Linked DNA regions of Ovis aries: region 2 is linked to region 1. The links are chromatin contacts, called in public Hi-C maps. All regions are on one chromosome and are shown on one strand. Each heading gives the region's core, a stretch centred on a gene start, on an enhancer-like site or on the middle of the called end of the contact. The rest is flanking DNA. Distances are from core to core; before and after follow the strand shown.

Region 1 (6,717 bases), core at 1,120-3,619:
TTTAGTTCCCCGACCAGGGATCAACCCAGGGGCTCTGCTCCAGGAGCATGGAGTCTGAGCCACTGGACCAACAGGGAGTCCCTACCTATACCGTTTGTAATCTGTCTCATCCCCAGAAGGGCAGGAATTTTTATGTCTTTCTTTAATTGCTGTATTATTGGTGCCAGAGCAATGTGGTAGATCTAGTAAGTGCTCAATAAATCTGTGTTGAAGAAGTGAATGATTGTGCCACTACTCACTGTAGGCTCCACGTAGGCAGCCGCTATCTGCCTTTCAACCAACTTCCCATTAGAAGTGCCTGGTACCTAGTAGGCATTCAATATATATTTGCTGAGTGAGTGAGTGTATTGCTCATCTTTATTCTTTTGCTCACTCTCATGTCATCATCCCAATTTGTTGGATAAATACATGAATTTCTTAGAATTCCAGCTTCCAAGTTTTCCCCCTTTTATCCATGCACTCACCTTGATCCCCTACTCTTACCTCTCATATCTTTACAGCTGCATTTTTGCTCTTGCTTCCTCCTACCTCCAATACTTCTTAGAAAGCTCACTATCTGCAGTTTGGCTTGGAACATTTTTAAGCAACATGTCTTCTAAGGCAAGAGAATCTAGGCTGTCACACTGAATCCAAAGAAAGCTTTCCGCAGATCACCTACGACCCTTGTTTTGGGTTTTATTTTATTTTTCCTTGACAGCTGAGGATCCTGCAATGCCACCTTAGTTGAGATCATGTCCTTGTTCATAATTTGCTCAGCAAATACTTATGGAGTAACTTCTATGTTCGAGGCCCTGAGCTAGATGCTGGGACAAGATAGGCAAAATTTGAGCACTTCAAGGGATGCATAACACAAAAGAGAATAGTCATGGATAGTGATGGGAAGTGTCCTGGCTTGAGCCCAGTTAGTTCTAAAAGAAATGACCAAGAATAAGATAGGGTCCAATTCTGCTTATTGAAACAAGTTTTAGGGTAGGAATAAGTTAATAGTGACATGAAGGTATGGGGTTATAATACCTTGCCCATTCACATTTATTATCTTGTTCAGCTTTCAGGTGGGAAATTTCAGGGCAGCAATTCTTTTTTGCATAAACTGGAACTAAGGTCTAAGAAAGGTCAATTGACTTGCCCAACAGGATACTGCCAGAAAACCACTATCTGCACTGTTCTTACTCTGAGAGGCATGATTACAATTCTTAAAACCCTCTTTGCTGGAAGCTCTTCAAGGTAGGAATCAGTTTCAAACCTTCAGGGTAAAGGTTTTAAAATGTTTCTCCAAGGGAGATACCAAGAACTTTTCTGAACCTGGCGCATTTTGTAAAAATGCACAGTCTTGGAGTCCCTCTGGGACCCATCTAATCAAACTCGCTGTTCATTTTTAAGCGCCCAAGGTGCTTCTTCTGCACGTAAAAGTTTGAGAACTACTAGAAGTGTCTGGGTGGAAAAACCTCAACCTTAATTCAGGGCTAATATTTACCTTTGAGACAGATTTCGTCAGCATTCCGAAGAGTAAGTGTATGTCCTTGAGCAGATGGGACTACAACGGCTTTCTGGCCGGAATCTTTCTCTTTTTTATGCAAGTACTTCTTGGAAATTGGGGGTTTTCCGCCGAGCAGGTGCTCAGCTGCTGGTGATTACCCACCGTTTAAAGGTCTTTTGGCTCTTTTCCCAGACACCCGATTGATTTGTCACTGTCTCTTTCCAACAGGGAGCCAAGCACTTGCCCCGCCGACCACGATGGGGCGCGCGCGGCCTGTATCGTCTGCTTCTCCGCTCCTTCCCGGGTCCGCCTTCGCGCGCTAAAGGAGAGCAATCCCTGGGAGTTCCTGCCTCTAGGGGCCAGCTGTTGCTCTCTTCTCGCGAGAATTACTTCTCCCAAGCTCTCCCTTCATCAACCCCCCTCCCGCGGGCAGGTTCCATATTGGGTAAAATCTCGGCTCGAGGAGAGGTCCGGGAGCTGTTCTCGCGAGAGCACGGCGGGAGGCTCCTGTTCGCTGGCTCTGGGAAAGGCGACCACTGGAAGCTCCGCGGGCGCTGCAGCTGGAGCTGTGACCCCGCCGCGCAGCCGGGAGTCGGCCGGGTGTGGAGAGAGCGCAGGGAGAGCTGGGCGGGGCGCCAGCCCAGGGCCCCGGAGCGTGCCCCGGCCCTTCGCAGTGCTTCCCCCGCCGTCGGTGAGGCGCGTCCAGCCGCTGCGGCTGACAGGGGCCGCGCGCGCGCGCGGGCTTCTTCAGGGTCGCCGCAGCCGCACCTGCGCGGGCGGCCAGCGCAGGGGTCCCCGCCCGGCCGGGCGGGCTACGAGGTCAGGGGAAGCGGGTGCGGGTGCAGGCGGGGCCCTGCAAGGGCCACCTCCTCGCCCCGCGGCCACCGCTGGAAGATGTCTCAGGAGAGGCCCACGTTCTACCGGCAGGAGCTGAACAAGACCATCTGGGAGGTGCCCGAGCGTTACCAGAACCTGTCCCCGGTGGGCTCCGGCGCCTATGGCTCTGTGTGGTGAGTGTCACCGGGCCGGGGGCCTCGCTGGGCCGGGTGTCTCCGTATGCCCTGGAGTCAGGCCTGCCCCCACGGCTCAGCAATGCACCCAGCGGCAGGAATTTTCCTTGGGGGGAGGGCATCCCAGCCCTCTTCGACCCCTGTCCTGCACTCCCTGTCCCCCTTGCACCCCCACCCTGCACGCCCACGTAGATGGTCAGCTGTGTGTAGGACGCAGGTCCGCTGTGGGCGGTGGGTGATGGTGTTGGAGCCGGGCCCTGACTCGCACCCTGCGCGTTCCCTTGGGGGTGGGGGTGGGGGTGGGGGGGCGGTGCTGCTACGGGGGCAGGAACAGGGGTCCCTCTTCGGAGGTCTCTCCCTGCTGGCATCGAGCAGAAGGACTCTCTCGAGATGTGCCTGCCCTCGGAGCAGACAAGCCCGGGAAGCTGCCCGGAGAAGCAGAAGGGCAAAGCTCGACTGCGGTCATCTGAACAAAACTGAGGACGAAGGGCGTTGAGTTCGGGCTTTTTTGCAAACCTCTGTCGAAATTGCATTTTGAGAAGGGTTCTTTTTGAATTCGCACTTGAATTAGCAGCTATCCAGGGAGCTTAAAATACCGACTTTATCTCGGTGAGCCCTGTGCCAGCTTGAGTGGTGTGTTTCCGATTCAGTTGAAAGCGTATTTCCTTTTCGCAGAGTGGGGGGTGGTGGTAGTGCCTGCAGCTTGAGAAGCTGGCGGCCTCGCTGATTAGTCACATACCACTGCTCATTTAAGTATTGTTTGACAAAACGATTTTCTCCTTTGGAGCAAGTGAGGTTCAGATCCGTTGGACGCCCTCAAGATCAAAAAGTTTTTAACAATGCTGCGATGTATTATAAATATTTTTTAATCGTGATAATTCTTGTGAAACACTGTGTTTTTAAAGTCCTTTAGAGGGTTTGCAGAGAACTTAATCTGCACTTAAGGCCTGAGAGGTACATAATGGTTTTCATGGGATATGGAATATATAGCAAAAGAAGGAAGAGACACTTTTCAGCTTTAATTCACACTATGAATGTCTTTTAAATGAAACGCTACTGTAAAATTTCCAGACTCAGTTCACTAACTTTTCTAACTTCTAAGGTTTTATACACTGTATTTTAGATTTTGTGTAATTTGAGAGCTGACCTGAAGCTAATTCATGTAATTCCTGTGCATGCATTATTTGCAAAGAGGTCTACAAAATTAGTTTTTTGTTTCGGGGCAGGTTCCAGGCTTTTAGACTTGGTAATCTTTGAATATAATTCCTGTGTTTCTTAAAGCCCCAGCATGAATTTCCTGTTTGGTAGAATCTTCTGGGTAATTGAGATTGTGCAATTGTGTCCAGCAACAGATCATATTGCGTTTTCTAGTTCAGGCTGCTTGAGTGATGTCGCTGATGGCCCTATGCTTGACATCTTTTTTCCATTTTTATAGCGTGCTGTTGATTCGCTAATTTTCGAAGATGTGTTTGGATCATTGCTGCTTTAATAGCTCACTTGTTTACGGCCAGTTTTCATTCTGGAATTGACACATTAATTTTTGTGGTACTGAATTTTTGTTTCCTATCATTGTTGTTTAAACTTTAGTGGAGTGATACGGCTCAACTGTGGGGAGTTAGTGAACTGCTTGCAAGGTTTCCCTACAGTTGATGTGAGTAACTCAGCCCTGGCACTGGAGATCCAGTGAAGTGCTGATAAAACATGAACTCCACATTTTTTAGTGCTTTATTTTTCTGGTTTATAGAAGCCATCAAAACTGACACTTGGAAGTAATTTTGTTAAACAGGTTTTTAAAAGTAGGTAGTACATTCACATTGTATAAAATGTAAAAGGCATAGAAAGACAGTGAAAAGTTTCCATTCTCTTTGTCCAGCTGGACTAGTTCTTTTCTCAAGAGACCACCCCTGTTAAGTTTCTTGTGTGTCTTTCTGTGGAGGCAGTTCTGCTAAGGTTGTTTAAGGTGTAACCTATAACATATTGGTGGAGAAAAATAACCAATATTATGTGACAGTTGACCGTAAACAAGTATAGTTGATTTTGGATTGAAAATATCAGAATTTACATTCACATGTGTTATCTCATTCAGAGTAGTTATTTCAAGTTGTTCTTTCAGTCAGCAGCTTTTAGGTGTGGCAGAAAAAAAAAATGTTTTTTAAACTTCTCTTAGAATCCACTTTGGAGCCTGTGTTATTTTTCACTCTCTTCATTTTTTTTTTAGAGCAGATTTGATTTTAGGAAATAACGAAGTTAGATTGAATCCAAATCATTTAGAGAATTTGGGCTCAAGTCTGGTGAAAAAGATCAGGCAGCCAGGCTGGTGATACTGTTTGAGGTCAAATAGGAGTTGTAACCGTAAAGTAATGACACAGAATTTCCTGTGGGACTTGTAGAACTGGATTGAAGTCTGTTCCAAAAAAGAATCTCTGAAAGTATTTCAAGGAATGCAACATCACTGAAATAATGTGTCAGTTTCCTAATTTGATTGCTCTGAAGTGTGATACACTTTGATGTGTTAACTTTAAAAATTAAATAATAAGCCAATTTTCAGTGTTTTCATTTGTACTAAGTATCTAGTAACGCAAGTATGATAACTAATCGTGAATGAAAGATCAAGAAATCAAAATAGAACTTTGAGTATTAGAGTTTTACAAACATACCTTTCCTTCTTAAGGGGTAAAGGGAACTAAACTAAAGCTTGCAGCTTTAAGGAACTTGGTGCGCTGTCAGTGAGGGGAAATGAAGCAAAATTGTTCAAGAGTACGGTGTTGCAAAGCATTGATTTTGTGGTTTAGGGACGAAAGGGGCGGGGGAGGATCTTTGTGGTGAGTTTAAGGAAATATAAACAGGAACTTAAATGCCCTTCCTCTGGTGTATGCGTTTTCCAGACTCTTGCCTTTGATTATAGGAGGTGCGGCAGTGGTAACCATAAAACAGGTAAGAGATCAGAATTATTCTTAAACCATATTGAATCACTTATTAAGTAATATTTATTGAGCACCAACTATGGACCAGCAGCTTAGCACGCACACATCTTTAGGGGCGTCCCAGGTGGTGCTAGTGGTAAGGAACCCACCCGCCTGCCAGTGCAAGAGACACAAGTTTGATCCCTGGGTGGGGAAGAGCCTGTGGAGGAAGAAATGGTAAACCACTCCAGTATTCTTGCCTGGAGACTCCCCATGGACAGAGGAGCCTGGTGGGCCTCAGTCCATAGGGTTGCAAAGAGTCGGACATGCCTAAAATGACTTCACACACTCATGGACCAGATAGCAGGCTAGGTTTCTTGAGCTAGACTGTTAAACAAGACAAAGACAGTTCATTCCCTGGTAGGTGTATAGTGTGATGTGAATAATAACTGCATTTTATGGATTGCTTTCTATGTTCTGGGCATTGTTCTGTGCTGTTTATATTTATCATCAGTATATAAAGTATATACCAAAACTTTGGTAAAAGAATGGCAAAATTTACTAAGAGGTCAAATTCAACATCCAAAATGCTTTGTGAAAATAAATGTAGTAAAGATAAGTGAAGCTAAGTTTTTTAGTATTAATAGCCACTCATCATTTTAAATCTTGGGGAAAAAAAAAAAGAGCCAGGGCACAAATAAATAAAAGAATGTCATTATAGAGTGTGCAGAGGTGACTTTCCTGACTCTTAATCAGTGAAAGGGGTATATGTGTGTGTACTAGTTGCTTAGTCGTGTCTGACTCTTTGCAACCCCATAAACTGTAGCCCATCAGGCCCCTCCGTCCATAGGATTCTCCAGGTAAGAACACTGGAGTGGGTTGCCATTTCCTTCTCCAAAAGGAACTATAGAAAGAAAGAAAAAGTGAAGTCACTCAGCTGTGTCCGACTCTTAGCGATCCCATGGACTGTAGCCTACCAGGCTCCTCCATCCATGAAATTTTCCAGGCAAGAGTACTGGAGTGAGAGGGGTAGTCTTTTATTTTTCTAGTGGTGATAGTAAGCCCTTGCTGATCTTTCTTTGCATTTGCTCTTCTTTGTAAGCAAAAGCAAGGTGATTGGCTGCATGTTACCAGTACCAACCAATAAATATTTAAACACAATGGCAAAATATTTGTATTATTGATATGTGAAGACTTTTAAGAAAGAGTTCGTTTAAGTTGGCTATAAAGTCATTGTTTGTCAGATTCCCATTTTCCACAGGCTCCCATTTGAAAATAAGGGTATCCTGAACCTCTCGAGTTTCAGTTCTGCCAGTTTAATTCCTTG
Region 2 (6,717 bases), core at 2,337-4,836, 58 kb after region 1:
AAAGACAAGAAATAATAAATGAACACCTGTGTTTATGTAGCCCAGATTACAAGATAAAATATTTCCAGTAGAGCCAAAACTTTTGTATATCCCCCTTCCTATCACAACTACCCCTCTCTTTCAGACGTTAGTTTCAAATAGTCTCTCATTAAAAACAAAAACAAAAACACGGTTTTCCTTCAGACACTAAAAGCAGGTGTCCTAATGTTGAAGAAGAAAAGTATTAGGTTACTTCTTGCCTTTTCTTCTCTTAACTTGAGATTGTATTCCCCCATTTGAAAAGGCTGGAATTCTCAGGTTTCTCCACAAACTAAAACATCTTAAGAAATCTTCCATGTATGACAGTGAAAATGACTATTTGGTGACTAAGAAGAGAAGGAAATGGGCTAAGTCCCATTCTAGTCCATCCTGTCTGTTACCAGGAGAATTTCCACAGGTCAGTGTTCCACCTTTGTCTCATGGATTTTTTAAAAACTGCTGCTCTTAAGCAGCCGTAGTCTCAGGTTCTGCAAATGGTCCTTTTATTTATCTATTTTGATACTGCTTATGAGCAGCACTTTTTTAAAAATCCACGAGACAAAGGTGGAACACTGACCTGTGAAAATTCTCCTGGTGACAGACAGGATGGACTGGAATGAGACTTAGCTTACCTCTCAGTATCTTCAACTCTGTGGCTTACAGAAATCTCCTGGGAGTTGCCTAGAACATTTAGAAGTGAATAGACTATCCCTCTTTTACTTTCTTTCCAAATAACCCATTACCCTTAGGATTTTTTCCCTCACCTACTCATTCTAGCTACCTGTTACTTTTGTTACAGAGGACCTAAAGAGTAATCTTAGGCCTAAGTTGTTTAAAGAAGAATCAGGAGATTTTTAATTAAAATTTTGACATTGTGATTATTACAATTAAAACACATTTTTAACTACCAGTAAAAATATCTGCTGTCTAGGGGAAAATGGGGTTAAACCTGGTAAGAAGGATGGCTTGCTGTGGAAATAACTAATTGTCATAATGTGGTAAGTTTTGCTTTGCTCTGCTTATATAGTTACTTGAAGTTCCTTCTGGCCTTAACTGCCTGGACAAATTGTAGTGGCCTTACTGTAGCTGGTATTATTGGAAGACTGACCTGTATTTCAGTGGATTTGCCAGCTCTTGGAGAACCAATGGTGATTTCTTTTGAAGTTTGCAGCTTTGCCTTTCTTGATGCAAGTGCTTTTAGCTACTAAGTAGGTTTTCATTTTGCACTGTGTGTTTACTAATCTCCTAAGTATCGACTGTCATGCTGTACCCACTCTCTTTATCTGTACCCCTTATGCTCTCATCGCACTGTATACTCTTTAGAGTGTAAACGTTTCAGATGACCATTTGCATATGAAGTGAAGCAACTTTTCTTGACTTTTTTGTATATAGACTTCCCATTAGAATATAGTTATTCTAGATTTTTGAGGGCAAGACAGAGGGGTGGAGTTGCTTTGAAAAGTCTATTACAGGAAGACCTTTCAAGTTAATATTTATTGAGCTATTCAGTGGAAGGTGCTAAAGATAAGATGGTACCTGTCCTCCAAACCAGAATGATCATACTTAGCAGAACGTGAGTTACAGGAGTCATTTGAATGAAGGTCTGTTCTCTACTTATAAAACAAGACAGAGTGAACAGATACTGTAATAGAGTGTAAATAAGTTAGGGAGAAGAAGCAGAGATTAATTCAAGTTCAAGATACGCAGGAAGACTTCATGGCAGAGTTCTTGTTTGAGCAGGACTTTGAAAAGTAAATAAGGAGAGAAAAGGTATGCTAGGAGGGGAGAATGGAGGGTATTGCTGTTTATGACTTGCATAAATAAGAAGGTGGAAGCTTAAAAGTGCCTGGAATATTTAGTGTGAGTTGAAACATTGAGTGCATGAAGGAATAATAGTTTGAGGGGAGAGTCAGGAAAAACTCTTGATGCCAAATCAGCAAAGTCTGTGAACTTGAAGTTGAGGATTCAGGGCTTTACTTTATTCTTCAGCCCTGAGATTGTTTCTTACTGGCTGAGGTGGAAAAGGACCTGGGGTCCCCCAAATCATTGCTCTCATGACCACTGTGACCAGTAGGAGTGGCTTACTTTTCAGGTATATTGGGGTGAAGGTAAGATTCTTGAGAAACCCACAGCCCAGAGTCTTCCTCAGTGGGGGCATAAAACTTGACTCTCTAAAGTAGTTCAGTTTTTTCCCTCAGTATTGAAATTTTAGCCTCCAGAACACATTCATTTTTGCCCTCTACAAAGAACAAAATTCTCTCCTATTTTTTCTAATTTAATTTTTATTTTATATTGGATTATAGTTGTTTTATAATGTTATTCTCTACTGTTCTAATTCAGAAGTAACTTCTGTGAGTGGGCTCCCCTGTCCGTGGAATTCTCCAGGCAAGAATACTGGAGTGGGTGGCCGTTCCCTCCTCCAGGGGATCTTCCCAACCCAGGGATCAAACCTGTGTCTCCTGCATTGCAGGCAGATTCTTTATCATCTGAGCCACCACAGAAGCCCTTCTGAGAGTGGACTTGCTGTTAATTTATTTTCTTATAGAACATAAATTGTTTGGGTCTGGGATAGGATTCTGTACTTAAAGGGCCACCTAGTAAATATTTCAGGCTTTGGGAACCATACAGCTTTGCCACATAAGGTGAAAGCAGCCGAATGGCCTGGTTGTGTTCCAGTGCAGCTTGATTTGCTGACTCTTGTCTAGAATCTTCTTGTATTTAAGCCAGTTTCATATCTGGAGGGGGAAAAAGAATAGGGCAAGTTACTATTGCGTAACCAGTTCCTGTAACTCCAGCAGCTATGGCTCACAGTGGCCATTATCTTTTGCACTGCACTGCCTTCTTACGTCTAATCGTAAACAAGTCTTCTCTTCCATTCTCCTCCTCTCCATCTTGCTGTACCTTCTCGAATACTTTGAGTGCTGAGCATGTAGCAGATGGTAGTCTGAGCACTGGGGACGAGTGGTGAGCAGGCAGAGTAGCCCCCCTCTCAGATCAGTGGAGGTGACAGCCAATAGCAGACGAAGCAGCTACAGATGTGAGGAGCTCACGCATTGTGCTGAGAGGGAGGGTGACCAGGAAGGCAGTGCCTCTTCTGTAGCGTAGGGGACGCTTCTCTGAGGAAGTGAAGGTTAAGCTGAGGCCCGAAGTTGAGAACGAGCTAATCCTGCAAAACCTGACAGGTTTTTTTTATGGCAAGAGTCAGGAGATAGTCATCCTCTCTTCCTTTTCCCTCTGAATGTCAGTGTAGACATGGCATGGATAACATTTAAAGTTTCATTAAAAAAAAATACTGAGAGTTATAAGATTTTTTTTTTCCTTTTTAGCTTTATAGGCAAGGCTAAAAGCAGTCAGAGTAAGTGGAAAGTTTCTGACTTCTGGTCAGTATATGCACATACATGGTGAGTATGCATAGAAGAGTTGGCTGCACAGTAAAGGTTTGGGTGTTGTGGCCTGTTATGTAGAGCTCGGGGGGTGTGTGAGGTCTGTCAGTACATTTCTGTAAGGTCGAAGCCTCCTGTGCCCTGTGTTACTGCCGCACTCCTGAAGGATGTGTGCTGCAGTGGGGTGGTGGGGCCCTCTGCTGGCCACTGTCGCTCACAGTCCTCTGCCTGCCGCAGCCAGGGAGGGTCTCGGGAGGACGTCTCAACTGGTTAGGCCCTGGATCTTTGCAGGTCCCTGCCATATTACAGGCTCCTTAGGTCAAGCCTTAGAGGAATATTCACAGGTAGGCTTGTGTATATCCCTAACTCCTGTGCTCTCTGCTGCTTTCTTCTCTGTGGCCCTCTGCTGACTGGTGTTCTTTGCTTGACTGGCTCCTGGTGCTTTGGTGGAAGGGAAGGAGGTAGGTGTGGGCTGAGCGTATGGACTGAGTGCTGCTTATATGTTTTCACCTGCTGTCTTTGGCAGCTAAGTACCCAGCTACAGCTGCTTAACTCTACTGACAGGGGATGTTGACAGATGCACAAAATAAATATAAGTCGGGTATGTGTGTGGTAGCTTTTGAAAATTTGTACAGGAGGAGCATGTTCTACTTGAAGTGACCGTCCTGCCGAAACCTTGACCTAGATCAATTCACCATTTTGGCTTGGTTTGGGGTTTTAAGTTTTTGTTATTGGGGTGTTTTGTTTGTTTGTTTTGTTTGTTTTTCATTTTTATTTTGTCCCAACATTTTCCTTTATAGTCCACCATTAGATATTGATCAGTTGAAGCTCATTTTAAGACTCGTTGGAACCCCAGGGGCTGAGCTTTTGAAGAAAATCTCCTCAGAGTCTGTGAGTTGCTGCCTTGATTGTAATTATCTGCCCTGTTGGGAGCCTCTGCCACTTCCCTTCTGTCAATCTGTACTTTGACCTGGGTATGTTTGTAAGCACATGTGCCCTTTGTGTGCTGACTCCAGGATGAGGTGTGTGTGTGTACGTGTACCTGCCTGCTCACATGCATGAGTGTGTTTTGTTTTCTCTCTGGGTATAGTACTGGAGCATGGGAGCTTGTGTTGGGCAGTAGTATCGCAGTAAGTGAGATTTGAGATTCTGATTCATTCCAGGAGATGGAAAATGTGTTGTCTCCATTCTCCAGCCCTGACATCATCTTTCTCAAAGTTTCACTCAAGGGCTCCTTTCACTTTTTTGGTTAGTATTTATCCTCAAAGCATGAGCTTTACCGTCTATCAGTCTAGCTTTCTCACTGAAAGGATGGAAAGTGCGTTGCCTGCACTCTCTTCCCCTTTCCCAGGAGTTACTTGCTTTTTATTGCTTTAGAATAAGACAACTTGCACATCCTGGGTAAGGTGTCTGTTCTCCACAGGGGTCGGCATCTACCCAGTCTCCAGACCGTCAGAGGTAACATCCCCACTGCTGACGCCTCGGATCCACAGGATAAGGGTTGTGAATCCTTCTCCCACAGCCTGCCTGTGTAATTACAAGTTTGAGTACCCTGAGAAAAAGCTTTGGAGCTAATGCCTTCCTGCTTCTAAGCAGGCATTTAGAGGGAAGCCATGGGAATGTGACTCTGGCTTACTTGGGCTTACTTGGTCATTTCCTTGGGCCACAGGCATGAGAGAAACTAGGAAAGCCCAGTCTTTCTCCCTTTTCCCATCTGTCTGCTGCCAGGCAGTTGGATAAAAGGGAAAAAGAGCTGTGAAGCCAAGCTCCAGCTGTGCCTTCTGGATTCTCCTCCCAGTGTTTCCGACTGAAGGATTCCTTTGCCCTGTTGGAAAGACTGCTGGGTAGCCAGAGGCAGGCTTTTCATTGGTTTCATTTACTTATTTAAGATGAGGAAGCAGAAGCACAGGAAGACTGGGACTTGCCCAAGTCACGCACTGAGTCACTTGACAGAGCTGAGTTTACATCCCAGATGTTCTGCTAACATGTTCTAAACTTTAATCTCATCCGATTGCACAGTTTTGAAAGTCATTGTCAGTTATTGACCAGAGTGTCAGCCAGAAGGAGTGTTTTCTTTTTGCTTTTTGAAATGCAGGAGCTGGATTGGAGTGAACCAAAGAAGAGATGAGACGATGCTTAGAGAGGATGGTGCCTTTCTGTTTTAAATGCTTTTGCTTAGGAAGATTGTCTAATAGAGAGGACACAGGGGCAAGGCAGAGAGGTTAGGGAGGAGCTCAGTTTATCACTGAAGAGTGCTCATGAGACTGAGACAGCAAATGCATCCTCTGTCTGGAGATGTCCACTAGCAGCTCTTTCTCAGTCTTCTCACCCACCCTTAGCCATCTGCCCTATAGATATGTGCTGTTAGAAGAAAAAGGGTGGGTTTAAAATGATAGTATTTACCTGTTGTAATCCGTTTTTTATGTGAAATAGGGTGCATCATACATTTCAACATCTCTTACATAGAGTTGAGCGTAATAAAATTGAGTATCAGAATACAGAAGTTAAATAACACTGCATTGAGTATAGGGATAAGAAAACGTGGGGTTTTTTTCTCCTACGTAGTTACAGTGAGTGCATAAAAAGTAATTTAAACATGGAGATTAATTTGATGTTAGTAATACTGCTCAAGTACCAGTTTATCTTAGAAGCACATGATGTGTGAAACATGATGTCTACATAGCAAAGCCAAGTGAGTAAAATTGTTTAAAGCTTTTCAACATGAAAAGAAAAACATATTAGTGAAGGAATATAGTAAACAGAGAAAGCCAATAGGTATTTTCCTTACTCCTGAAAAGTAGTGAAGTGATGCCATTATTATTGATTGATGGAATTCAGTCAGTAAATACTAGGACATTCTGAGTAAGAGAGTACAGTAATAGTTGGACTGACTGAGAACAAGTTAGCATGTGCCGTGAGAAAAGGGGTAATGAGTCATGATGGGTGTCCAGAGAATATTTTTTGGTTGGTGACCCAATACCTAAAGTAATCAGTGAAAGGACAAAAATAAAAAATAAATCATGTGAAGAAAACAAAAGCCCTTTCACTGACTCACTCTCAAAATTTTTGCTGAAAATATTCCTGAACTCCTGACAAAAATGGGATATAATAACCTATTTGACTAAAGAAGACCAAAAAAAAAAACACCACGGAAATGTACAGACCAAGTTATTGTTCATAGAAAAGAGAGAAATGGCAGGATTTTAACATTTTAAAACCCAGCTGATACTACTATTGCTGGTTTAGTTCGTGACCCCCTTTTGTTTTTCTCTCAGCATGCAGAGTACTCTTTTGTTATGTAATTTGTTGAGAGGTA

What was found. Hi-C and Micro-C count contacts between places; a contact is called where the count stands out from the background.
Region 2: a Hi-C map of liver shows a contact between it and region 1, with 4 times the contacts expected there. The contact joins the enhancer-like site here to the promoter of MAPK14 in region 1. A contact is called at or near these places in 13 of 16 Hi-C or Micro-C datasets (blood, hypothalamus, liver and 7 more).

What each region holds. Positions count from the first base shown.
Region 1 is chr20:10,092,446-10,099,162 of ARS-UI_Ramb_v3.0, forward strand. MAPK14 (mitogen-activated protein kinase 14) reads left to right here and starts at 2,370. Exons shown (of 12, transcript NM_001142894.1): 1 at 2,370-2,487. The coding sequence starts at 2,372. SLC26A8 (solute carrier family 26 member 8) reads right to left here and starts at 1,805. Exons shown (of 20, transcript XM_060403123.1): 1 at 1,475-1,805.
Region 2 is chr20:10,149,250-10,155,966 of ARS-UI_Ramb_v3.0, forward strand. It overlaps MAPK14 (mitogen-activated protein kinase 14), which reads left to right. Exons shown (of 12, transcript NM_001142894.1): 9 at 4,213-4,292. Among named protein-coding and RNA genes, the nearest start is that of MAPK13, 29 kb to the right of the region's middle. Within about 2 kb of position 3,587, at least 39 of the 54 cell types and tissues checked have an H3K27ac peak or open chromatin away from gene starts, as enhancers often do. A contact at or near this core is called in hypothalamus and liver, where this site is marked.